Linked DNA regions of Mus musculus: region 1 is linked to region 2. A link is a contact called in public HiChIP or PLAC-seq data. All regions are on one chromosome and are shown on one strand. Each heading gives the region's core, a stretch centred on a gene start, on an enhancer-like site or on the middle of the called end of the contact. The rest is flanking DNA. Distances are from core to core; before and after follow the strand shown.

What was found. HiChIP or PLAC-seq counts read pairs in DNA pulled down with a chosen protein or histone mark.
Region 1: a CTCF HiChIP or PLAC-seq map of embryonic stem cells shows a contact between it and region 2, with 5 times the contacts expected there. The contact joins the promoter of Tex19.2 here to the promoter of Dcxr in region 2. A contact is called at or near these places in 4 of 39 promoter capture datasets (embryonic stem cells and fetal liver), 1 of 15 datasets of contacts at CTCF or cohesin (embryonic stem cells), 13 of 484 Hi-C or Micro-C datasets (embryonic stem cells and haploid embryonic stem cells), 3 of 115 datasets of contacts at active chromatin or transcription factors (embryonic stem cells, pancreatic cancer cells and stem cell-derived neural progenitor cells) and 1 of 9 other capture datasets (embryonic stem cells).

The regions. Positions count from the first base shown.
Region 1 is chr11:121,116,772-121,121,331 of GRCm38.p6, forward strand. It overlaps Tex19.2 (testis expressed gene 19.2), which reads right to left and starts at 1,906. Exons shown (of 3, transcript NM_027622.3): 1 at 1,417-1,906; 2 at 1,056-1,129; 3 at 1-925. The coding sequence starts at 849.
Region 2 is chr11:120,724,606-120,729,307 of GRCm38.p6, forward strand. It overlaps Dcxr (dicarbonyl L-xylulose reductase), which reads right to left and starts at 2,679. Exons shown (of 8, transcript NM_026428.3): 1 at 2,573-2,679; 2 at 2,394-2,491; 3 at 1,806-1,960; 4 at 1,664-1,706; 5 at 1,483-1,582; 6 at 1,337-1,401; 7 at 1,133-1,250; 8 at 1-1,002. The coding sequence starts at 2,624. The coding sequence ends at 899.

The DNA of each region.
Region 1 (4,560 bases), core at 656-3,155, 390 kb after region 2:
TGGGGTGCTATTGTGCCAGGGCAAATACGAATGCACCTTGAAGCCTCCCTTTTGTAGGCTGCAGTCAGCAGGCACCAGCTCCATCCCCAGCTCTGAGGACTCCAGGACGCTTAGCTTCCAGCGGTGCAGGTCTTGCTGTTCAGGTGCATTCTGCAGCTGGGCCACTCTCACGTCACCAGGGTCCAGCAACACCTGCCAGCGCTGGACACGGGTTCTCACGGCCCAACAGGGAGTCATTGACAGCATGTAGCAAATGGCGTCAAAGCCACCCAGAAGGAAAACGAACTTCAGGCCTACCAACCATGCTTCTGCTTCCAACGGGTCCATGGGCCAGGTGGGGCTCAACTCCAACAATACAGGTTGCCCAGGAGATGGGCTTACATTGAAAATCTCCCACCAGGACAAAGGAGGGATGAGCCAGTGGGAGCAGGGTGAAAGCCCATCAAATCTCCAGGGAAGGGCCTGGGTCCACTCAGCATCCTCAGGACCCAGATCCAGGGGTACAGCTTCCTGAGGCCCCAGCTCAGTGGGCACAGGCTGGGGTCCCTGAGCCCCAGAGCCTGCAGAGACAGAGATGCCATGTGGCAGATGACCTTGGCCCTCTCCCCCACTAAGCCCGGGCCATTCCTCGGGCTCAGACGATGCCTCTGAGAGTTCCATGGGCTCAGCATCCCACACTCCTTCTTCCCAGTCTCCCATCTCCAGCATGTTCTTAACGACGAGGAAAGCTGCCTTGAAGCAAGCAAAGCAGATCTTCATCTGTTCCCCATGGACAAGATGGTACAGCCACGCCCCATAGAGGCAGGACATGCCCTTGGCCCCATGGCGAACGCTGACTGGGGGACACATGGTCAAGAAGTCTGTCTGCAGCTAAGCGGACACACAGAGGAAGACTTGCTCGATGGTCTCAGTAGGACCATAGAGGCTAGAAATAGGTGGAAAAGGTGAGAATGAGAGAAACGGGAGAAAACAGGGCACAGTAGGAGGTCTAGGGGCTTTGGGGCTGCAGGATACGGGGCAGTGGTACGAGAACTGGGTGAGAATTAAATGAATACCTCTCTGGAGAAGTAGACAGGCTTGAGCTTCCAGAAACTTCTTCAGCTTCACACTTGCTCCAATGTCTGGAGAGCTTGAAAGGCAGAGGAAATGAGGTTTGCCTCCCCCCACCCCAGCCCCCGGGCTGCTGCAGGGCCCCCCTTGAGGAGAGGGTGTTGGAGCTCTGGCCCCCGGGGCTCCCTGCTCACTCTGGACAGGCTGGGGTGACATCAGAGTTGTCCTCAGGGCTCAAGGCCCCGACCTCACACTTGCACCCGGCTACCAACCAAAGAGGCCGGGAAGCCTACGTCAGGAGTATCTCCTCTCTGCCCACCGTGCTCACCCGGCCCAGCCCTCGGCCCAGTCCCTTTCCATCCTTACCTCCCTGACTGAGCGCCCAGGTGCCAGCTAAGGGACTCCAAAGCCAGGCTCTCCTCACTGAGCACTGAACACCGAGCGAGGACCAACAAGGCCTTATAAAGGGTCAACGGCCATGATGCTCCAGCTCATTTACATATCTCCCATGAGGCCCCAAAGCAGCAGGAAGCGAAGGCGCTGAGTCACTCTGGCCCCCAAGGTGCACATGAGGCCTGGCGCCCCCTACAGCGCGCATGCGCTGCTCCCCTGCGGACACCTGAGCACCCTGTGTGCTTCCTGTGTGCTCTAGCGGTGCCCGATGTCCCCATCCCTGTGCCTTCGAGGGACTCGAAGGCCTGGGTTCAGAGCTGGGCCCGCAGCACATCTTGTTTGGAAAAGTCGATTCCTTCTTCCCTGTCTCTTTAGTAAAAAGTTCTTTAACACTTGGGAAACTGCTCGCTCAGTTCTCAACTGCAGGCTAAGCACAGTTGCCCCTCTCTGGGTCTTTTTGTTCTCAGACTCTTTAAAGAAATTCTTTGTAGAGTTTATCCTTAGAGGAGTCTGGGACTCAGAGGAAAAACCAAGCATAAGATACAAGGTTTCCAGCAGCCTCTGGAGCTCAACCTTGACCACACAGAGGTTTATTTGTTAAAATCTGCCGCAGTCCACTCTGGACACCCCACAGGGGTGGACACTGGTGTAGTGACGTTCCTCTGTCATCACAGGGCCAGTTTCACTTCAGTAATACTCCATTAAAAGAATAAATCCCTTTATCCACTCACTTCTTGTAGAAGATCTGGTTGCTTTCTGGGGTTTGGTAATTTGGTATTTTAAAAAGCTATTACCAGTTTTGCATTGGTCTTCTAAACTTAAGCTTTTGTCTCCTTTGAATACACCCAGAGAAGCACAAAAGCCACGTTGTGAGCTAGTTGTAGTGTGTGAGAGCTGGCACAGTTTTCCAAAAGCTCTTCCTTCAGGACCAAGTGGAGTCTGAAGCCACATGAGCTTGCAAGTCCTGGAAAATGGCAGTTGTGCCCAAAACAATGAGAAGTAAATGGCCATTCGCGCGAAAAACTGATCTATCACAGTCGGAGACTGAAAGAATCCAAGCTTGAGTGAAGAGTTGCATCACGCTGGGCTACCCTCTCGCTTCAACCTCTTTTTTTTTGTCTGAAAGGGAGCAGGGTTCCTGAGGAATCTTTTTAAAAAGATACTAGAGCGTGAGTTCCAAGACAGCCAGTGCCACACAGCACTGTCTTAAAAAAACAAAAATAAACAAACAAATAAATATTGCCAGATCACAGTTAGAAATGTACGTCCCATGACTAAGCAATCAAATATATGAGCCTATGGTGGCCATTCTTATTCAAAAATGTCTTGTACTGGAGAAGTGGCTCACAACAGGCTTAAGTTCTAGCCCCAGGGGGTCGGATATCCTCTTCTAGCTACTTCACCTATACACACATGGCACACTCATACCCCCCCCCACACACACAAATACAAATAAAAATAAAACTTAAAAAAAAAGAATTATTGGGATTTGTACTGGCTGGCTTTGTGTGTCAACTTGACACAGCTGGAGTTATCACAGAGAAAGGAGCTTCAGTTGAGGAAATGCCTCCATGAGATCTAGCTGTAAGGCATTTTCTCAATTAGTGATCAAGGGGGAAAGGCCCCTTGTGGGTGGGACCATCCCTGGGCTGGTAGTCTTGGGTTCTATAAGAAAGCAGGCTGAGCAAGCCAGGGGAAGCAAGCCAGTAAAGAATATTCCTCCATGGCCTCTGCATCAGCTCCTGCTTCCTGACCTGCTTGAGTTCCAGTCCTGACTTCCTTGGTGATGAACAGCATTCAGTATGGAAGTGTAAGCCGAATAAACCCTTTCCTCCCCAACTTGCTTCTTGGTCATGATGTTTTGTCCAGTAATAGAAACCCTGACTAAGACAGGATTTGAGAGATGGTTCAGTGGTTAAGAGCACTGTTTTTCCAAGGGACCTGGGTTCAAGTCCCAGCAACCACATGGCAGCTCACAGCTAACCTTAGCTTCAGGATCTGACACCCTCACATAGACACACACACATAGACAAATAAGCAGGCAAAACACTAATGCACATAAATAATAATAAAATAAATAAAATTTTAAAAATACAAAAGAATTGTCTTTGGAGCTTCACATTGGGCACTAAACTGTTAGTGTAAAAAACACAGCTCTCAAAAGAAGCAAGAGGGGCTGGAAAGATGGCTTATCAGTTAAGAGCACTGACTGCTCCTCCAGAGGTCATGAGTTCAAATCCCATGGTGGCTCACAACCATCTGAAATGAGATCTGATGCTCTCTTCTGGGGCGTCTGAAGACAGAAACAGTATACTTATATATAATAAAATAAATAGGCTGGAGCAAGCGGGGCCGGAGTGAGCTGGAGGGGGAGAAAAAAAGAGACAGGAGATAAGTTTATTCGGAGGCTATATAAGAGTGTCTATGGCCCTAAAACATATATACCCAGTATTCCATGGTCCAAAGTGGGGAAATCCCAGCTGTATGTCTCAGGTGCTAACTGCTGACATTCTAAACTCCAGGGAGTTAATGGGCCTTGTAGAAGGATCAGTGTAGTTCTGGAAACATTACACAAAACAAAATCCTTTCCAAGACACATTCTCTCTATGTATCCTTGGCTAGCCTGGAATTCTCTATGTAAAGCCAGGCTGGCCTCGAACTCACAGTGATCCTCCTGCCTCTGCCTCCACACTGATGTTTATTTTATTTTTATTGTTACTTGTGTGTGTGTGGGGGGGGGGGGGGAGACATGGTTTCTCTGTGTAGCCCTGGCTGTCTTGGAACTCACTCTGTAGACCAGGCTAGCTTCCACCTCAGAGATCCTCCTGCCTCTGCCTCCCAAGTGCTGAGATTAAAGGTGAGTGCTACCACAGCTTGGCTCTGATGTTTGTGTGTTTGTTTGTTTACACTGTAGCTGTCTTCAGACACACCAGAAGAGGGCATCTGATCCCATTCGAGATGGTTGTGATCGTGTGGTTGGTGGGAGTTGAACTCAGGACCTCTGGAAGAGCAGCCAGTGCTCTTGACCCTGAAGCCATCTCTCCAGCCCTTTGATGTTTATTTTTAGTACAGGATATCTTAGTTTCATTTTCTGTTGCTATGTTCTACCCTGACAGA
Region 2 (4,702 bases), core at 1,429-3,928:
CACTTCCTTGATTAATATATGTCGCTAGCCTCTATATCTCATGACAGTGTGTGTATGGGGTGCTACTATGGACCCCCTCAGCTCCATGTCCCCCTCAACTCCTCATCAAATGATGTCAGATAAACAGTTTAAAAGTCAGCTCTGGCCGGGCGTGGTGGCGCACACCTTTAGTCCCAGCACTCGGGAGGCAGAGCCAGGTGGATTTCTGAGTTTGAGGCCAGCCTGGTCTACAAAGTGAGTTCCAGGACAGCCAGGACTACACAGAGAAACCCTGTCTCGAAACAAAACAAAACAAAACAAAAAGTCAGTTCTGGTGGGAGTTCTGCACCGTGCGGTGCAGCAAACCAACCAGGGCTGGACCTTCAGTGGCCCAGGCTGTTGGAAGTGAGATATTGCAAACAATACACCAGGATTCTCACCATGTTGTAAATAGCAGAGAAAGAAGTTGTGGGAATGTTCACGTGTTCGAAACAGCTCTGCCTCCAGCCCCACAGAGTTATTCAGTTCATTGGCAAATGAGTAATGTCTACCACCTATCTTCTCCTGGTGTGTGGGGTTGTCGCTGATGTGTAAGCAGAGTCACCGGGAAGCCATGTCAAAAACACATGGAGCTGGTTTTGTTCTTACCAAAAATCCACAATTTCTGGACAAGCTATCTTTAGACAGGTTGATCAACCTCGTGAGGATCCAGCCTTCTGGAAGATCCGACTACCTTCCACCCCAAGCTGTCAAGGCTGAAAGTGTGAGAACCAGGCAACACCTGCTTTGGGTCACAGATAGCACAGATCTGTGCCTCCTGGAGAATCAGCACACAGGCTGAGCAGAGAGCTTTATTGCAGGGGCGGAGGGCACAGTGTCCTGAGCAGAGAGCTGAGCAGAGTGTCGGTGGGCAGGGGGCTCAGGTAGCCAGGAAGCCCCCATCCACTGGCAAAGTGGAGCCAGTGGTCATGCCACTCCGGTTGCTCAGCAGGAAGAGAATGGTGTCCACGACGTTCTCCACCTCTGCAGACAGGCAGAGGTCAAACGCATAGAGGGAGGCTTGCCTCATCCTTCCAACCACAGCCAAGCCCCAGGCCCAGGCACGCACCAGGGCAGGTGGTGTAGTTCTAGTCTGGACTCCTGCCTAACTTACCAGCGAACTTGCCCAGTGGGATACGATCCAGCATGGCCTTAGCTTTGTGGGGGTCACTCCAGTTGGTCCGGCCCATGGGTGTCATCACTACTGTGGGGTTTACTGCATTCACACGGATCTGAAGAGATGCCAGCAAGGTAAACAACATGGGAGGGCACCCTGAGCAGAAGGAGAGATTTGGAGGAGTTACCCAGCCTTGTGTACCTTGTGGGGCCCAAGCTCTAGGGCCATCATCTTGGTCAACATGTCCAGAGCACCCTTGGTGGAACCTGTGAGGAGGGTTGTCGTGGAGCCCAAGCTGGCCAAGAATGGGAGTGGGGTGGGGATGGGGCTCAGCTGGAATTACTCACAGTAGACAGTATGGTTGGTCAGTGCACGTTGGGAGGCCTGGCTGGAGACATTCACAATGGCTCCTGGAACTCCCCGAGCTATCATGCCCTTGGCCACAATCTGAAATTTTGAGGGACATGAAGCAGAACTAACTCTCTTCTTCTGAGTTCCTGCGCCAGCCAGCCGGGTAGGGCAGCTCACCTGAGACACCTGGATGACAGCCCGAAGATTCACATTGAAGGATCTAGGAGTGAATGAATGGACAGCCTGGTCAGGGGCAGGGCTGAGGCTGCAGTGGGGATGGGGGGGTGCGATTTGGTTCCTCCAACCCCTGCTGGCTTACGTGTCACAGGCCTCCTTGGTGACCTCCAGGAAGGGCTGCAACAGAGCCACAGCAGCATTGTTCACCAGAAGGTCCACGGGTCCCACATTGCTTAGGGCCTGCTCTGTGGCCTCCCAGTCGGCCAGGTCCACACACACAGGCTCCACACCAGGACACTGCGTTATTGGAGAGAAAGCAAGGCTATGCTCAATTGTGTCCTGCAATTGTGTCCTAAGGTGGCGTTGTTTGCCTCTTCCAGCAGAAGAAAGGCAGTCTGGGAAAACTGGACCTGGAAAGGAACTTTCAACTGAAGGGTCAAGAGTTCCCGCTGCAGCAGCAAATTGCGAGAGACACAGCACCCGCCCCCTCCCGCGCTCCCCCCCCCCCCCCCAAGCAGTTCACTTCTTCTCTGCTCAGCATTCTTGGACCCAGGTCTGCTCTCTCAGCCGTTTCTTCCAAACTCAGGGAGCCAGGGTATCCTCATGGACCCTCGACTAACTGCACAGGGCCTCTGGCCTAGGAAGGGTACACCAGGCACCGGGCCTGCCATGAAGAGCACACTGCGTCTCCCTCAGCGACCGCCTCCTCACCTCTGGACACAGTGCCTACCTCGCGGACCAGGTCGTCCAGGTCCTCTCGCGTCCGACTCACCGCCACAACCTGTGCACCAGCCGCCTTCAACGCCAGCACAGTGCTGCGCCCGATGCCTGAGGCAAGCGAGGATTAGTGCCGGTACCCCCTTTTCAAACCAGCCCGACCCCGACAGTGCCACTCGCCCGCCGCCTCACCTTTGCCCGCGCCGGTGACCAGCGCCCGCCGACCTGCAAGCCCCAGGTCCATGGTGCTTGAGCCTGGTCCTGCCTGGGCAAGATGGACCTGGAGTTCCGGAATCGAGGGTGGTGGCGAGGAGAGCCAATCACATGGGCTGTGTCTTGAAAAGGGCGAGGATATTAAAATAAAAGTGCCTTCTGTGGTGCTGATTGGCTGAATGGGAGTGGGCGTGACCGAGGCAAGGCTGTCCTAACCAAGGGGCAGCTTCTCAAACTGCACCAGACTGACCCAACTATAGAGGGCAGAATCTGCTTAGCGAGTTCTGGTCAGCATGGTTTCTACTACCAAGATTTCCATTAAAAACATATAGTAGTTATTCCAGGGGTTTCATGGATACTCGTGAACCTGAGAGACATGTCTAAAACCGTTTCTGTGTGCTCTATCCCCAGGCCCGGGAGTGGATCAAGATAGCCAATAAGTAATACTGGGGGGGGGGGGGCCGGCACGGGGGGGGGGCAGGATGGACATTCAAAGCCGAATGGTAGTGACACACATAGTGACACACACTTTAATCCCAGCACTCGGGAGGCGGAGGCAGGCAGATCTCTCTAATTCAAGGCCAGCCTGGTCTACAGAGAAAGTTCCAGGTCAGCGGGGCTACATACACAGAGAAACCCTGTCTCGAAAAGAAAAAAAAAAAATCGGACATGGGGTAAGTCTGAAGAAGACACCGTTACCAATAAAGCCCCAAATTGATATCAAGGAAACCTGAAGCCCAAGGTCACTTTACCCAGCTTGCATCGGGTCAGTGGCCCCTTATAGGCAGTATGAGGGACAATAAGAGGTTGGATTGGATTTGGAGATCTATGTGAGAACTGGCCAGACAAACAATGCTTTCCAAGGCTTAAGAGTCAGTTACAGATTAATGTCCACGTGTGCACTGGGTCTCCCTATAAAAATATTTTGTTTTTAGAGTCGTGGTGAGGAAGACCAAAGCAATAGCTCTGAGGATCTACTCTGGCCAGCGGTAGGGATCTGGTGATTGCAGGGCCCCGAGTGATGTAGGGCTTTGGGCTTGGAGAGGTGCGTCCATGGGCTGACTGTTTTGAAAACCAACTGCAGGACGCTCAGTGGTTAAAAACACTGCATGCTCTTCCAAAGGACTTGGGTTTGATCCCCAGCACCCAAATGGCAGCTCACAACCATCTGCTCTAGGGCAATCCATGCCCTCTCTTGGCCTGTGTAGGCTACACATGGTGCACAGATATACAGGCAGACAAAACCCAAACATATAAAATAATAGTAATTTTATAAAATCCATGGAAAGAAAAGCACTGGAGACTAGGCAGCCCAGTGTGCCTTCCGCAGTTTTGATCCACTCACCACCACTGTCAGGCCATTCTGTGAACACTGCCATCCCCTCCTAACCCTGAACTATGCCAGAAACCAGGAGACAGAGGCAGCCCGCCCAACACCTAGACACAGCTGCTTAGAGCTCACTAGTGGCTAAGTGATTCAGGACATGTACAAGTCTCAGTCGCTGTTCTGTGTTCCTGGGTGCACACACACAGCTGCTCAGGCCTCGCTCTCTGGAGAGAAGTGCCCTATGTCCTGTGCCTTATGCCCTGTGCTCTCCTTAGAAGGTCTTGACTGAGCGCATACTCCTCCACTCTGCCACTTGCCCTGAGAGGGACCTCAGTCAATTCAAATGGTTGACCACCTCAAGTCCAACAAACTACCAGATCCCATGGGCCAATATAACCAAGCACATGAGACTCTGCCAGGCCTCCAAGGCTGTGTGAGGAGTCTGGGTTGCAGGGTTGTTGTGCTGCTTCAGGTCAGGGTTAGTTAGACCAGTTAGCTAGCTGTGAAAACCTCAACCCATTTGGGCGGCCTTCTTAGCACTATCTTTGTGTGAACCAGGCAAGGGAAGTGGGCTCCCCGGAGTGGGAGGCGCGATTCCGATCCCCACCCAACGGCTCCTCTCCTTCTGCACAAAGAGAACACAGGTTTAGGAGTGTCCTAGTCCAGAATGCCTCCCGTCTCCTTCCCCTGATTGCCAGGCCAGGGTCAGAGCACCAGGAGGCACCGAATCCAGTAATGGAACGGTGCGGGTACTAGGGAAAAGGGCACAACTATACAGACCC